3 separate regions of the Mus musculus genome follow, and regions 1 and 2 are each linked to region 3. A link is a contact called in public Micro-C and promoter capture Hi-C data. All regions are on one chromosome and are shown on one strand. Each heading gives the region's core, a stretch centred on a gene start, on an enhancer-like site or on the middle of the called end of the contact. The rest is flanking DNA. Distances are from core to core; before and after follow the strand shown.

The links. Promoter capture Hi-C pulls out the DNA fragments that hold promoters and counts their contacts. Hi-C and Micro-C count contacts between places; a contact is called where the count stands out from the background.
Region 1: a contact with region 3 is called in a Micro-C map of embryonic stem cells, with 2.5 times the contacts expected there. The contact joins the promoter of Cachd1 here to the promoter of E130102H24Rik in region 3. A contact is called at or near these places in 1 of 39 promoter capture datasets (stem cell-derived epiblast-like cells), 4 of 484 Hi-C or Micro-C datasets (embryonic stem cells and uterus) and 5 of 115 datasets of contacts at active chromatin or transcription factors (embryonic stem cells and neural tube).
Region 2: a contact with region 3 is called in a promoter capture Hi-C map of stem cell-derived epiblast-like cells, with 3 times the contacts expected there. The contact joins the promoter of C130073F10Rik here to the promoter of E130102H24Rik in region 3. A contact is called at or near these places in 3 of 39 promoter capture datasets (frontonasal cranial neural crest, second pharyngeal arch cranial neural crest and stem cell-derived epiblast-like cells) and 4 of 115 datasets of contacts at active chromatin or transcription factors (embryonic stem cells and stem cell-derived neural progenitor cells).

What each region holds. Positions count from the first base shown.
Region 1 is chr4:100,775,349-100,779,242 of GRCm38.p6, reverse strand. It overlaps Cachd1 (cache domain containing 1), which reads right to left and starts at 2,564. Exons shown (of 27, transcript NM_198037.1): 1 at 1,875-2,564. The coding sequence starts at 2,114.
Region 2 is chr4:101,892,037-101,896,410 of GRCm38.p6, reverse strand. It overlaps C130073F10Rik (RIKEN cDNA C130073F10 gene), which reads left to right and starts at 2,622. Exons shown (of 3, transcript NM_001331179.1): 1 at 2,622-2,698. It also overlaps the pseudogene Gm12792.
Region 3 is chr4:101,353,589-101,357,571 of GRCm38.p6, reverse strand. E130102H24Rik (RIKEN cDNA E130102H24 gene) reads left to right here and starts at 1,324. Exons shown (of 2, transcript NR_040708.1): 1 at 1,324-1,491. 0610043K17Rik (RIKEN cDNA 0610043K17 gene) reads right to left here and starts at 3,789. Exons shown (of 4, transcript NR_040640.1): 1 at 3,684-3,789.

The sequences.
Region 1 (3,894 bases), core at 1,315-3,814, 580 kb after region 3:
AATTGGAAAAGAGATAAAGGGCCATTTGGGCACACACACACCCACCCCACCGACTCCAGCTTTTTTTTTTTCTTAGTGTTTAAAGTGTCTCCCCACCTGAATGACAATGCGTCAGGATCACCTTTTGTCAAGGACCAGGGTGAGAAACCATAAAATTGCTGCCAGAATCTTAGAAATAGCAAGCCTTTAAGATTACAGGAAGGGGGGGGGGGGTACCATCCCTCGTCCTGTCCTAGGAATTGAGTGAAGATGGCAAAGGCGACCTAATCCTGAAAGCAAAACTTCAGGTGGCACCATTTGAAATCCCTTTTGTGAAAAAAAAAAATCCTCTGTGGGAAAACACGGTTCTGTTTGTTTCTAAATTAACGCATTCACCAAGGCAAAGCAAATCTAGATGATTTTACTGCCTCCCAAAGCCCTCCATCCCTAGGTCAGGGCGCCAGCAACCAGAAAATGCACATGGAAGAAATTAAAACTGAACCTAAATCAAGACGAGAGTAGGAAGCAATAGAAAAATGCATTTTAAAAGAGTAGCTGTTATCATGGAAATAAAGAAAATCCCCCTCCGCAGCAGGTCCGGGCTGGATTTCTACAAATAAATGTAAATTTACCCTCCCAGCAAAGCAATCTCTCCACCTTAAAAAAGCTAGGGCCGAGGTGAAACTTGTTTTAAGCATACTGCATGCAGCCTCTTAGGGGGCCTGGGTGGAAGTAGGTTTCTGGGCTCTTTTTCTTTTCTCTCTCTCTCTTTCTCTTTTTCAAGAAAGCCGTCAGAAACCTGAATCCCAAAGAGAAGCAAAACATCTCGCCCGTAGGAGGTGGAATGGTCACTCTAGGTTCGAAATCAGAAACCTATTTTGACACCACATTCCTGAAAACTTCGGCCTTTCGAAGGCCAGTCCCGCCACCATTATTACGGGAATGAGTTAGTTGTCTGGAGCACTAGGCTGTTTCGCTGGCTTGGTACTCGGAGTGTCATCTCATCAGTTCCTAATTGAGTGGGCCTTCTTCGCCAAGAAGATGAGAATAACGGCGCGATAGGATCTCCAGGTGGTTGCTGTCTAGCAATTTTTACAACTGTGGGTTATTAGTAGCATCGTCAGAAATCCTTATCAGCCAAAGGCAATTAATCTACAACCCTAGGGAAGGCCAAAAGACGCAGGGGGAAAAAAATGGAAACCCTATTCACCTTGCCCTTCCCAGCGAAGGCACACACAAACCAGAAATTACACAGCGGACAAGAGGCGACCAATGGCCGCAAGAGCGGAAAGAAAAAGAGTCCCCAGAAGGACTGGAGCGGGGGATCCGCCAGATCAGCCCCTCCCCTCCCCCAAAGCGGCAGGGCAGGGAGAGCGAGCCCCGGTTGCTGGGCCGCCCGGACCCCAACAGTCCTGCGGCCCAGGCGGACAATCTACCTTCGCTCCCTCGCCCACTCGTGCGCCTGGTCTCCAGGACGCTGGGAGGTTTCAAGAGGGTGGAGTGGGGGAGCCTTGGAGAATGCCCCGAGCCGGGCGGGACCGCTGCCTAGGGATGGGAACACAAAGAGGAAAGGGGAGTTTGCAGGAGTGACGAGTGAAAACAAATCTGCGAAGGAAGAGAGTGCAAACTGGGGAAGGAAGCGCGGATAGAGCAGAGAATCCCCAGCCAACAAGAAAGGAGCCGGGGCCGAGAAGAGGGGGAAAGTGGGTGCGGGGCAGAGGCTCTGCAGAAGAGGGCAGCGGCAAATGAGTACACGGGACAGAGAGCACTGGATGTGGTGAAGTCTGCAGGAACCGAGAGGTCCCACAGCCCGCTTGGGCACTCCGTGCAGCGGCCCAGGGCTCTGCGCAGCGGGAGAGCGCTGCAAGTGAGGCGGCGCGAAGGGGGTCGCTTACCTGCATGGTGACCACCCCCAGCTCCTCGGCAGCCAGCCTCCGCATCTGGCTCGCCAGCACTTGCGCCTCGTCCAGGATGGAGAAGTCGGCGTCGGCCACGGCGCCCAAGATCCAGCATGCCACAAGGCAGAGCAGCCAAAGGGGCGGCCGCGGGGCCCCAGGCCAGCCAGGGCAGCGAGGACAGCGGCGGACCACAGCGGCCGGCCTTACGGTCTCCTCTTCCTCCGGCTCGCGGGCCATGCCGCCTCCGGCCACTCCCGCCGACGGGATTCGGGCGCTGGCCGCGGGAGGCGCAGCCCGCCAAACTTTCCTCGTCTCCTGCGCTCTCGGCTCCACGGCGCGGCGGCTGTAGCTGGAAAACTTAGGGGGCGCCCGGCTGCAGCGCGGGCGCGCGGGCGGCCACCATCGCCCGGCGGCAGCGGCTCGAAGACCGCGGCGCCCGCAGGCCGGGCGGGCGGCTGAGAGCACCGGCGGAGCGGCGCCGCCTTCGCTTTCCCGAGTCCCGGCGCAGCCCGGAGACGGCGGCGGCGCCACCAGTGTAGGCGCGGCGAGGCGACCGGGGCGGTCTCCCGGCGAGGAGGGAGAGGGAGGTTTAAAAGACCGAAGTGAGAGAAGAGAAAGGAAAGAAAGCGGCGGGGAAAAGGGAGGTGTCTGGTGCCACCACGCTGCGCTCCGGCTCCGTACACTTCCCGGCTCCGCCGCTGCCGCTGCAGCGGTGATTTATGGAAAGAGGAGGGAGGCGGGGAAAGTCCCGCGCTCGCCCCTCCTCTCCCTCCTTGCACGGGGCGACGCCCTGGGACGCTGGGGGCCCGGGATACTGGGGGACCTCGCTTGCACAGGACCCTTCTGGCCTGAGAAGGGGATCATTTGAGACCTTCCCATAGCTGGCCACGCGACCGCCCCCACCCCCTGACTCGGCCCGTGCAGGAGATCTCGGGTCCCAAGTGTTACAGGTTCCACCCACCCACCACCCAAAGTCCCTTTTAAGTTCGAGAACTCGGGCTTTCTGCCTGACCCAGACCTAGGAAGGGAGCAACTGTCTTTAGAGCTTTAACTCCCTTTCCTCATTTTTTATTAGTAACAATAGCTCGCCCTCGTGGGCACAGCGGACTTGGTTTGTAACCAGCTATCATGTGGCCAGCACAATACTCTGAGGTCTACATTCAGTGTGTGTGACTCATTATCCTTTAATCCCAGGACGAGGCTAAGAGGTTGTATCTTGATCCTGAATTTTCAGGTAACAAACTCCGAGCCTTAGGGAGTTGCAACAAATAGCTGAAGGTCACCCAGGGATAAGCTACTGACCCAGAGTTTAAGCACAAGTATTACTTTCAGGCCTGTGCTCTGACCTTCCACTGGATGTTTCTCTCTCTCTCTCTCTCTCTCTCTCTCTCTCTCTCTCTCTCTCTCTCTCCTCCCTCCCTCCTTCCCTCCCTCCCTCCCTCCCTCCTGCCCTCTCTCTTTGTGTTTGTGTGTATAAATCCATCTGACTCCATTACAGGCAAAAATAACAAATAAAAAATAAAAACGAAAACAAAGCTGAAGTTGAGCTCATAGCATCCTCCTGCTTTCATAAGCATGGCAGGTATGGCTCCTGAGTACTGGATCAGGCTCTCTGAGAGCCACCATAGAGAAACAAGTGTGTGCTGCAGGGCGAGTGTCCCTGTATAAAGCATTCATTCACTTTCCTATAGACTATGAATGTGCTGCTTCAAGAGTCCTAGAAACTACAGCTATGGGTAGGCAAATGTGAGGGGAGGGGGTAACTGAGAATGCCCCCCACCATACTCTTATGTTTGAGTACTTGGTCCCCAATTTGGGGCTGTTTGGGAACAATTAGAAGGTGTGGTCATTTTGGAGGAGTGTGCCACTAGGGATGGTCTTTGAGGTTTAAAAAAAACATTCTGGAGAGATGGCTTAGCGGTTAAGACCACTGACTGTTCTTCCGAAGGTTCAGAGTTCAAATCCCAGCAACCACATGGTGGCTCACAACCATCCATAATGAGATCTGATGCCCTCT
Region 2 (4,374 bases), core at 1,373-3,872, 540 kb before region 3:
GAACCCATCCAATGTCCTCATGTGAAGATGTGCGACTTTGACATCAGTTGCTATCTGGTGGTCTCTGTGGCAAAGACAATGGATGCTGGCTTCAAGCCTCACATGGCCCCTGAGAGGATCAACCCTGAGCTGAATCAGAAGGGCTACAATGTCAAGTCTAATGTCTGGAGCCTCAGCATTATCATGATTGAGATGGCCATTCTGTGATTCCCTTGGGGCACACCATTCCAGCAGCTGAAGCAGGTGGTGGAGGAGCCATCCCCACAGCTCCCAGTGACCCAGTTCTCCCCTGCGTTTGTGGGCTTCACTAGCCAGTGCCTAAGAAAGAGCCCTGCGGAGCACATGAGCTACCTGGAGCTGATGAAATACCCGTTCTTCACCTTGCACAAAACTAAGAAGACGGACATTGCTGCCTTTGTGAAGGAGATCCTGGGAGAGGATTCCTAGGGACTGGCCCGGGAAGCCACTTGTCTGCCAGCATCCATACACCCGTGCTGAGGGCAGCACTTACCTACAGGCATAACCTACTGCCATTCTGGTCCTGGACATTCAAGGAATTGAGGGGTTGTTCCTGTCTGTCTCTGCAACTAGCTGTCCCAAGTGCCAAAGAATCAGACCTCAGGGGCTCCCAGCCAGGTCATATGTGCCCCACAGTGCCTCTGCTGTTGCTGCTCCCAGGGTCTCAGGCCTCTACCCAAGGGATGAATCTGGAGGGGCCTGTGTATCCCAGCAAACGCTGTTGCTTCTTGAAGAGCAGGCAGCTGGTGTCTCTCTGGACAGGCCATAGCTTTGGTACTGTCCTGGATGCTACACAGGCTGTATATATCATTTAAATCACAACTGAATGAATGGACTTTGTAGACTGTGATCTGGATCAGGGACATCTCTATCCTGTCTCAGGTGCAGTGAATCACCTAAGACTTTCTTGAGAGATGTGTTGAGCTTCCCAAGGCCTTCCCCCAGCACTGGCCAATGGTCTGTGAGGGGCACACTGTCTTCAGATAGCCACTGGTTACCACCTCTAGTGGTGTCTGTCTTTCCTTTTGAACTATTATCCCTGCTGCCTTTTGCTTTGTGGGTGTTGCTGGGTTTTCTTGCATGGTTTGGAGCTGATCACTTAACCCTGAGTACCTGCAGGCTCACAGCCACTCAGTGCTCAGACTGGAGTCTGCAGGATGGCTCAAGCTTTTTGCTCAAGGCCACCAGGGAGCTGTACCAACTCTCCAGGTTGTGACCAGCTCATGGAAGCTAATAGGTTTACTTTGGTGGTGTTTTTTTTTTTTTAAAAAGAGAAAAAATCTATTTTTTGTGAAGAAAGGCCTGCATCTTCCAGCCTTTTCCTGGGCTGTAACCTATTGTTGTTTTCATTTTAAAAAAGAATATGCATTTGTAAATTTGTACATGAATATATGGGAGTTTAAGCGTATTTGCTTGTGTAAAACTTTTTCCTTCTTCCAGCTTGACTCTCTTCTCCTGGTTCAATAAAAGTTTATTGCTCTAAACTTCCCTCCAGCCTGAGAAGCTAGAAGAAAAGCTTCTATGGCAGACTGTAAAGAGACTGCCAGCCAGTCCTTTACTCAATCCTCTGCTGGTTTAAGATGAGGTGATAAAAGCCAGAGACTTGCAGTTTCTGGCCTCAGAGGAACTCAAACGTGCAGGTCAGCTACCATTGCAAAGCAACAAACTTTTTTTTTTTTTTTGTTTTTGGTTTTTGTTTGTTTGTTTGTTTGTTTGTTTGTTTTTCCGAGACAGGGTTTCTCTGTATAGCCCAGGCTATCCTGGAACTCACTTTGTAGGCCAGGCTGTCCTGGAACTCAGAAATCTGCCTGCCTCTGCCTCCTGAGTGCTGGGATTAAAGGCATGCGCCACCACACCCGGTCGCAAAGCAACAAACTTAAAACAGGTAAAAATTTTTATTATTAAAAAGCAACCCTAAAGAGCTCTCAGGACCAAATCTTGACCAGATAGTGTGACCTTGACTTCATAGAGATCCACCTGCCTCTGTCTGCCTCTGGAGGGCTAGGATTAAAAGTAAATCACCATGACCTACTACTGTTTGTCTTTTTCCTGTTGCTTTGTTTTGTTTTGTGTTCTTCAGACGAGGTCTTAATCTACAGTTCTGGCTGGCCTAGAGATCAGTGTGTAGAACAGGCAGGTCTCATCGCTTAGATATCCACTCCTTTTGCCTCAGGAATGATAGGATTTCAGGTATGTGTAACCACTCCCGACTTTTCATTTTGAAGTTTTGTGGTTACTCAAGATCGCTTATCTGCCAGGTGGGTCTGATTAAGTTGACCAAGCTCTCTAGCTATGAAAAATTTAGTTGTTGTTTTATGTGTCTCAGCCCTAGAGCTGGCTTACGTGGAACTCTCAGTTTAGACCTGGCTCACCATGACCTCATACCCTAAGTGTATCCCCCTGTTGCTTCAGCCTTCTGAATAGCTTGGTTCAGGGGAATCAGGAATGGGCTCTTGTCTTTCTCCCTAGTCTGGGTTCACTCTGTCCTGAGTTCAATGAGGGGTGGAGCTCTACCAATTCAGTGAGGTGGCAGCCTGTGGTTGGCCAATTTGGCTGCTAAGGGAAGGTGTGAAAGGTAGGGTGCATAAAAGGCTCAGAGAGTCAGAGAAGACCATAGGAATCTTGGAGTTACCTCCTCGCCCTACTGCTCTAGGAGACCTGTCACCAGCGTCTGTGTCTGGTAAGCCCCTCATCTGCATCAGGCATGACACCTGTTCTCCAGCAGGCCAGCCCCTCCCCATTGGAGACATTTTAGCACAGATGACACAAGACTCTAATAAGTGCCGATTAAAGGCGTGGTGGCGCACGCCTTTAATCCCAGCACTCGGGAGGCAGAGGCAGGTGGATTTCTGAGTTCGAGGCCAGCCTGGTCTACAACGTGAAGGTCCAGGACAGCCAGGGCTATACAGAGAAACCCTGTCTCGAAAAACCAAAAAAAAAAAAAAAAAAAAACAACAAAAAAAAAAAAAACAAAAAAAAAACTCTAATAAGTGATTTTGGCCCCAAGGATCTCTTTGCCTTCATCTCAAACATTTTTCATTTGTCAATTCGTGGATTTGTTTTCTGGAAATAGAGTTTTGCTCTGTTGTCAACATCTTGCCATTTAGCTCAAGATGGTTAAAGATGACTTCTTCTGTCACTGGAATGCCGGAGTTATGAGAACTTGTCTCCAAGCCCCACCTCAGTCTTCTGATTTATGGTATTGCTCCCTAAGCTAATCTCTCTATTCTCTCTGTCTGTCTCTTGCTTGCTTTCTCTCTCTCTCTCTCTCTCTCTCTCTCTCTCTCTCTCTCGCTCTCTCTCCCTCTCGCTCTCATTAGTAGTTGTTCTATTCAATTTAATATTTCTGATGTTTCAAGAAAAAGGTTTTTTAAGACTTATTTATTTATTTTACATATATGGGTACACTGTAGCTGAACTGATGGTTGTGACCCATCATGTGGTTGCAGGGAATGAAGGTTGCTTGCTCTGGTCAGCCCCTCTCACTCCGGTCGGCCCCCCTCCATCCGGATGGTCCTGCTTGCTTCAGTCAGCCCAGCTCGCTCCAGCCCTGCTAGCTCTGGCCTAAAGATTTATTTATTATGTTATCACAAGAGGGTGTCAGATCTCATTTCGGATGGTTGTGAGCCGCCACCCTGTGGTTGAACTCAGGACCTTAGGAAGAACAGTCAGATCTCATAACCACTGAGTCATCTCTCTAGCCCAGAATATTTTTATAACGATTTAGATATTTCAGCTGTATGAGTGTTTTGCCTGCAATTGTCTAGTTGTGTGCATATGTGCCTGTTGCATTAGGAGATCAGAAGAAATATGGATCCCCTGGGGCTGGAAATGTGGTTGGTTTCTGTCACCATGTGGTTCTTAGGAACGAAACTTCTGGTCTCCTGCCAGAACCATCTCTCCAGTCCATTTCTGGATTATTTGTTTGTCGATTTGTTTTCTGTTTTGAAGCAGGGTGTCTAGTAGCCCAGACTCACCTAGCATGTATATGTAGCTGAGATGAACTTGAGGCAGAGATCCTTCCTACTGCCTCTACTGCCTGATGATAGCTGGAACCTTAGGTATGAGGCGAAGGCCTCCTTGTATAGGACTAGGGATTGAACACACAGGGCATCTCCATTCATCTTCATGCATCTTCAGCATCTGCCCTTAGAAGTTTCCTTTCTCATAAGGTGCAGAAATTAACATTTTCTTTAGCCCAGGACTGAAGAACAATCCTGAGAACAGAGTGGGAAAACAGGCCACTGCTCATCTCACCCACTCTGGCAACTGAGGCAGGTGGGTCACAAGTTAGGCCAGCTAGGACCCTCAACAGCAGATCTTGATAAGATCCTGAAAGAAGTTAAAATCAAAAGT
Region 3 (3,983 bases), core at 75-2,574:
CCACTTCTGCTTTCAATCATACGAGAGGCACGCAGAAGAGAAACAAAAGTGAAAGCTCTTGAAGGAACACACACAAGTAACCGAAAGCACCAAACTCTGTCACTGAGACCTGGCAGAGTTCCAGACATTTATCCTTTCAGCAACCGTGAACTCTGGGCACCTATCACGTCCTGTGAATGTGAATTAACACGGTAGAACACGAATCGGCCCAAAGCTCTGCAGCAGTCTTCTCAACCCTTCCTAGCACTGAACCTTTTATTTAAATTTCTACCTCAATAAATCCAGCCACGATGCACGCCCTCGCCCAACCAAACCAAACCAAACCAAAAAGCCCGCAACGCCACAAACCATCCCTAAGCTGTGCGTCCAGCTTTAGGAAAAGAGAAAAGGAAGCAGAAAGAAAATCTGAACTGGTCTGATTCCCCCTGCCCTCGCCATGTGGGGGTCCTCGGAGCGAACTGTTTTACAACTTAGAAAATGCAGCGGTCTTCCGATTCTGTTATTTGAATGGACCACTGAGCCACTGGAGCCAGGCAAGGGCAGGCAGCCGGGTACCCAGCAGAAGGATGGAGCACAAGGCCCGCACAACCAGGATCCGCGGACCCTGATGATGGGAGGATGCTTGGAGCACCCCAGCCTCCGGCTCCTGGGCACGGAGAGACCGGCGCGCACGCGCGCACACGCACCACGTCCTTCGCCTGGAGTTGTGTCTCGTCTCCCTTTTGTTTTTCTCCCTTCCCGGTCATGAGACCCGGAAGTTTTTTTTTTTTTTTTTTTTCCTTCAATCCTGTCTCTCTCCCTTTTCCACCCCCCCCCCCCCTTCCCCAATCTATCACATGGCAAAGCTAGAATAAAAACAGAAAAATGGCGACGGTCACGTTGTGGCGAGCCTTGCTGCGTCATTAGATAATCCTCATGCAAATAGCGGGATGAACAAAGAAAGGGGGGCTCGGGACCCCCGAGGGCGCAGGTGGGTGCGGGGTGCGCGCGGCCGCGGGGGCGGCGTCCGTGTGCGCGCTCCGGGTGCTGCGCTCTCGGCCCCGGGCTGGCGGCGCGCCCTGGCCGGCCCGCGGGGCGCAGAGAGCGGCTGTGCGGCGCGCGCACGGCGCTCGCACCCGGGCCGGCCCCGTATCCCGGAGCCCGGAGACGACGGCGGGGGCGGAGGCTGCTGTTGGACGCCTTTGGGCGCTCGGCGCCAGCTCCGGTAGGCGGCGGACCGCGCGGGGCGGCAGCTCGGGGCCAGGCCCGGAGCTGTGGCGCACTCGCTTTTCCCCCCACCCCCGCCCGGTGGCTGGGCGCTGGCGCGGTTCCCTCGCCGTCCCGCGGCCGCTGGAAATAGAGCCGGGATGTTGTTTACATGACGGATCCGGCGGGAGGAGTCTGCGAGGAGGAGGCGGAGAGAGGAAGAGCGGAGTCCCCGCGGCGGCGGTGGCGGGCCGGGGTGCGGGCGAGCGCCGCGCGGTCCCCGAAGCCTGGACACGGGAGCCTAGGGTAGGCAGGCGGGGGCGCGGGCTGCGGGAAGGCTGTCAGAGTGGGCTTTGCGGTACCTAGCCTGTCACGCAGACTCTTGGGGGGCAGGGGGAAGGAAAATGGAGAGAGGTTGGGAGAACCTCTGTTTCCCCTTACGTTTGGGAACGCCCCCCCTCTTATCCCCCACTCTTTCCCGCTTCTCCCTGGACTCACCTGTTTGTTTCCACCGCTCAGGGCTCTGGGTTTTTGTTTGTTTGCTTGTTTGTTTTAAACGTGCGCCAGAGGGGCTGGGCTTATTACTATTATTTGCGAAATTATTGGGAAGGCGAGAGGGTGTTGCTGTAATCGATCCTAGTCCAGGTCGGTTTTCAGGAGGGGGAGGGGACTTGGCGAAGACCCCGGCTCCTGGCCGCAGCTGACCCCGGGGCTCCTCCCCGCCTTCCCGGTGAGGAATCCTTTCCCTTGCCCCGCGAAGCCAGCTGCCACCTTCCTGGAGAAAGACCACACCTATGCTTCTTCCCGCTTTGGAGGCGAGGTGAGCTAAGAAGCCAGACAGTGCCCTGCCCACCAGAGCTTGGCCAGACCTCGACACCCCAGAATTGGTAAAAGGCGCTTCTTTTCACCTGCTGATAGCGTTGGTACGTCAGCCCTCTCTAGTCCCCAGAAGTTGCAATTCACAGTTTACGTTAAAATTTGTCTCTTTCTTCACCCTTCTTCCCACCGGCAATGAACTGTTGAGTTTAAGTTGAAAAAGAGAGGTGTCTCCCGCCCTGCCCCTAGTGAGGGTTTTTTTTTTTTTTAATTCCACAGTAGGTCTTCCACTCAGACCTGCACTTCTCCGGTCTCCTCTATCTCCCACTAAACTTAGCCCAGAGCCAGGCCTAAGCTTTTATTCCCTGTGGGCCGCACCCTGGCCCCTTGCCTTTCTACCGAGCCAAATGCTTCTCAAAGCAGAAGGCACACCCAGCCCCAAGTCTCTTCCAAGAGGGAGGGAAGAAGAAAGGATTTGGGGGGGGGTGTCCTCAAGTTCCGGTTTCCAAAACCCCCGTAGCATTCTCCTCCCGGAGCCTCCTGAATTCTTCCTAACAGCTGTTTTCTGCAGTGCCTTTTGCTCCTCCTGGCCTTATATTGGAGAGAGTGGATGGGGAGAGATAGCCACCCCCACCCCTTTCCTAGAACTAGGCAATTTTTTTCTCTGTCTTTTCATTTATTATGTTTGGAATATAAAATATGCAAGTGTGATTGCCTGTTATTAGAGTTGATTTTCTTCCTGGCTAGTGACTAACTGGGACTCCAGAGGGAAGGAGAGGTGAGGGATGGTGAGAGGGGGATCGTTCACCACCTATGTGTCCTGGGAATTGCCAGAAGAGACCCTTCTGAAAAAAGGCACTTCTCCCTTCCATGACATCACCACTAAGCCCTTCCAACTTTAGCTTCAGAACAGGAAGAAGGCTCAAAATAGAACTAACTACCTTAGGAATCCAGTTCCTTCACGAGATCAACTTTGAAATCAGCGGCTGGGGGAACAAAGTGAGCTGTGACCCAGCGTGAAAGGGAAGAGAAAGCTATAGTGTTAGTAAATGCTTTTCTCGAGGTAGTCTGGAATACTGAGGCTCATGAATGATAACTGAGGTGTGGTGTTTATTATTCATATGTGTTGGCATGTAAACAGTAGCAGGTCTTTGTATGTATAAAGTGGGACTCGTGGATTATGATCTGCAACCCTGGTAGATCAGCCTGGTAGACAGAAGCTAGGAAGGGGTACTTGAAGAAGAGTGAGTCTTAGGATGCAGCGGCAGCTGTTCTCTGAAAGTTGAGAGGCTTAGTGTAAACAATAATTGTAACTTTCACAGGGTGACTAATGTCCTAGACAAAGAAGCTCCAGTGTCAAGGTTTCTCCCCTTTTCCTTGGAAATTAACCCTGGTTGTTCTCTGTGTGGTGTGCTCTCTCTCTCTCTCTCTCTCTCTCTCTCTTTCTCTCTCTCTTTCTCTCTCTCTCCCTCTCTCTCTCTCTCTCTCTCTCTCTCTCTCTCTCGCTCTCTCGCTCTCTCGCTCTCCTCTCTCCACTCTCCTCTCTCCTCTCTCCCCTCCCCCTCTCTCCATAGACCAGGCTAGCCTGGAACTCAGAGATCACCTGTCTCTAGGATTAAAGGTGTGTGCCACTAAGCTTGGCTGGCTATGCCCCTGATTTGAGATAACACCTTTCTCCTTACCGAGCCGACTTTCCAGAAACAGCTGCTTTGCAATGTATTGTAGAAAAAGAACATACTGGAACAGTTGGTGTATACGGCAGCAAGACTTGCTGCTCAGTGGGTTAAGGGCTTGTATCCGGATTCAGGTTTAAAAAAATCTAAGTGACTGACAGAATAGTCTGTACCAGCTACTACTGTAGCCCCTAGCAACCCTAGGCTCCAGCCATCTAAACTAAAGAGGCTGATGAGATCAAGTTTGAAACTCATTTAACTTTTAGAATCCATAAATGACTCAGGTATTGGAAACTTAACTGTTTGGGA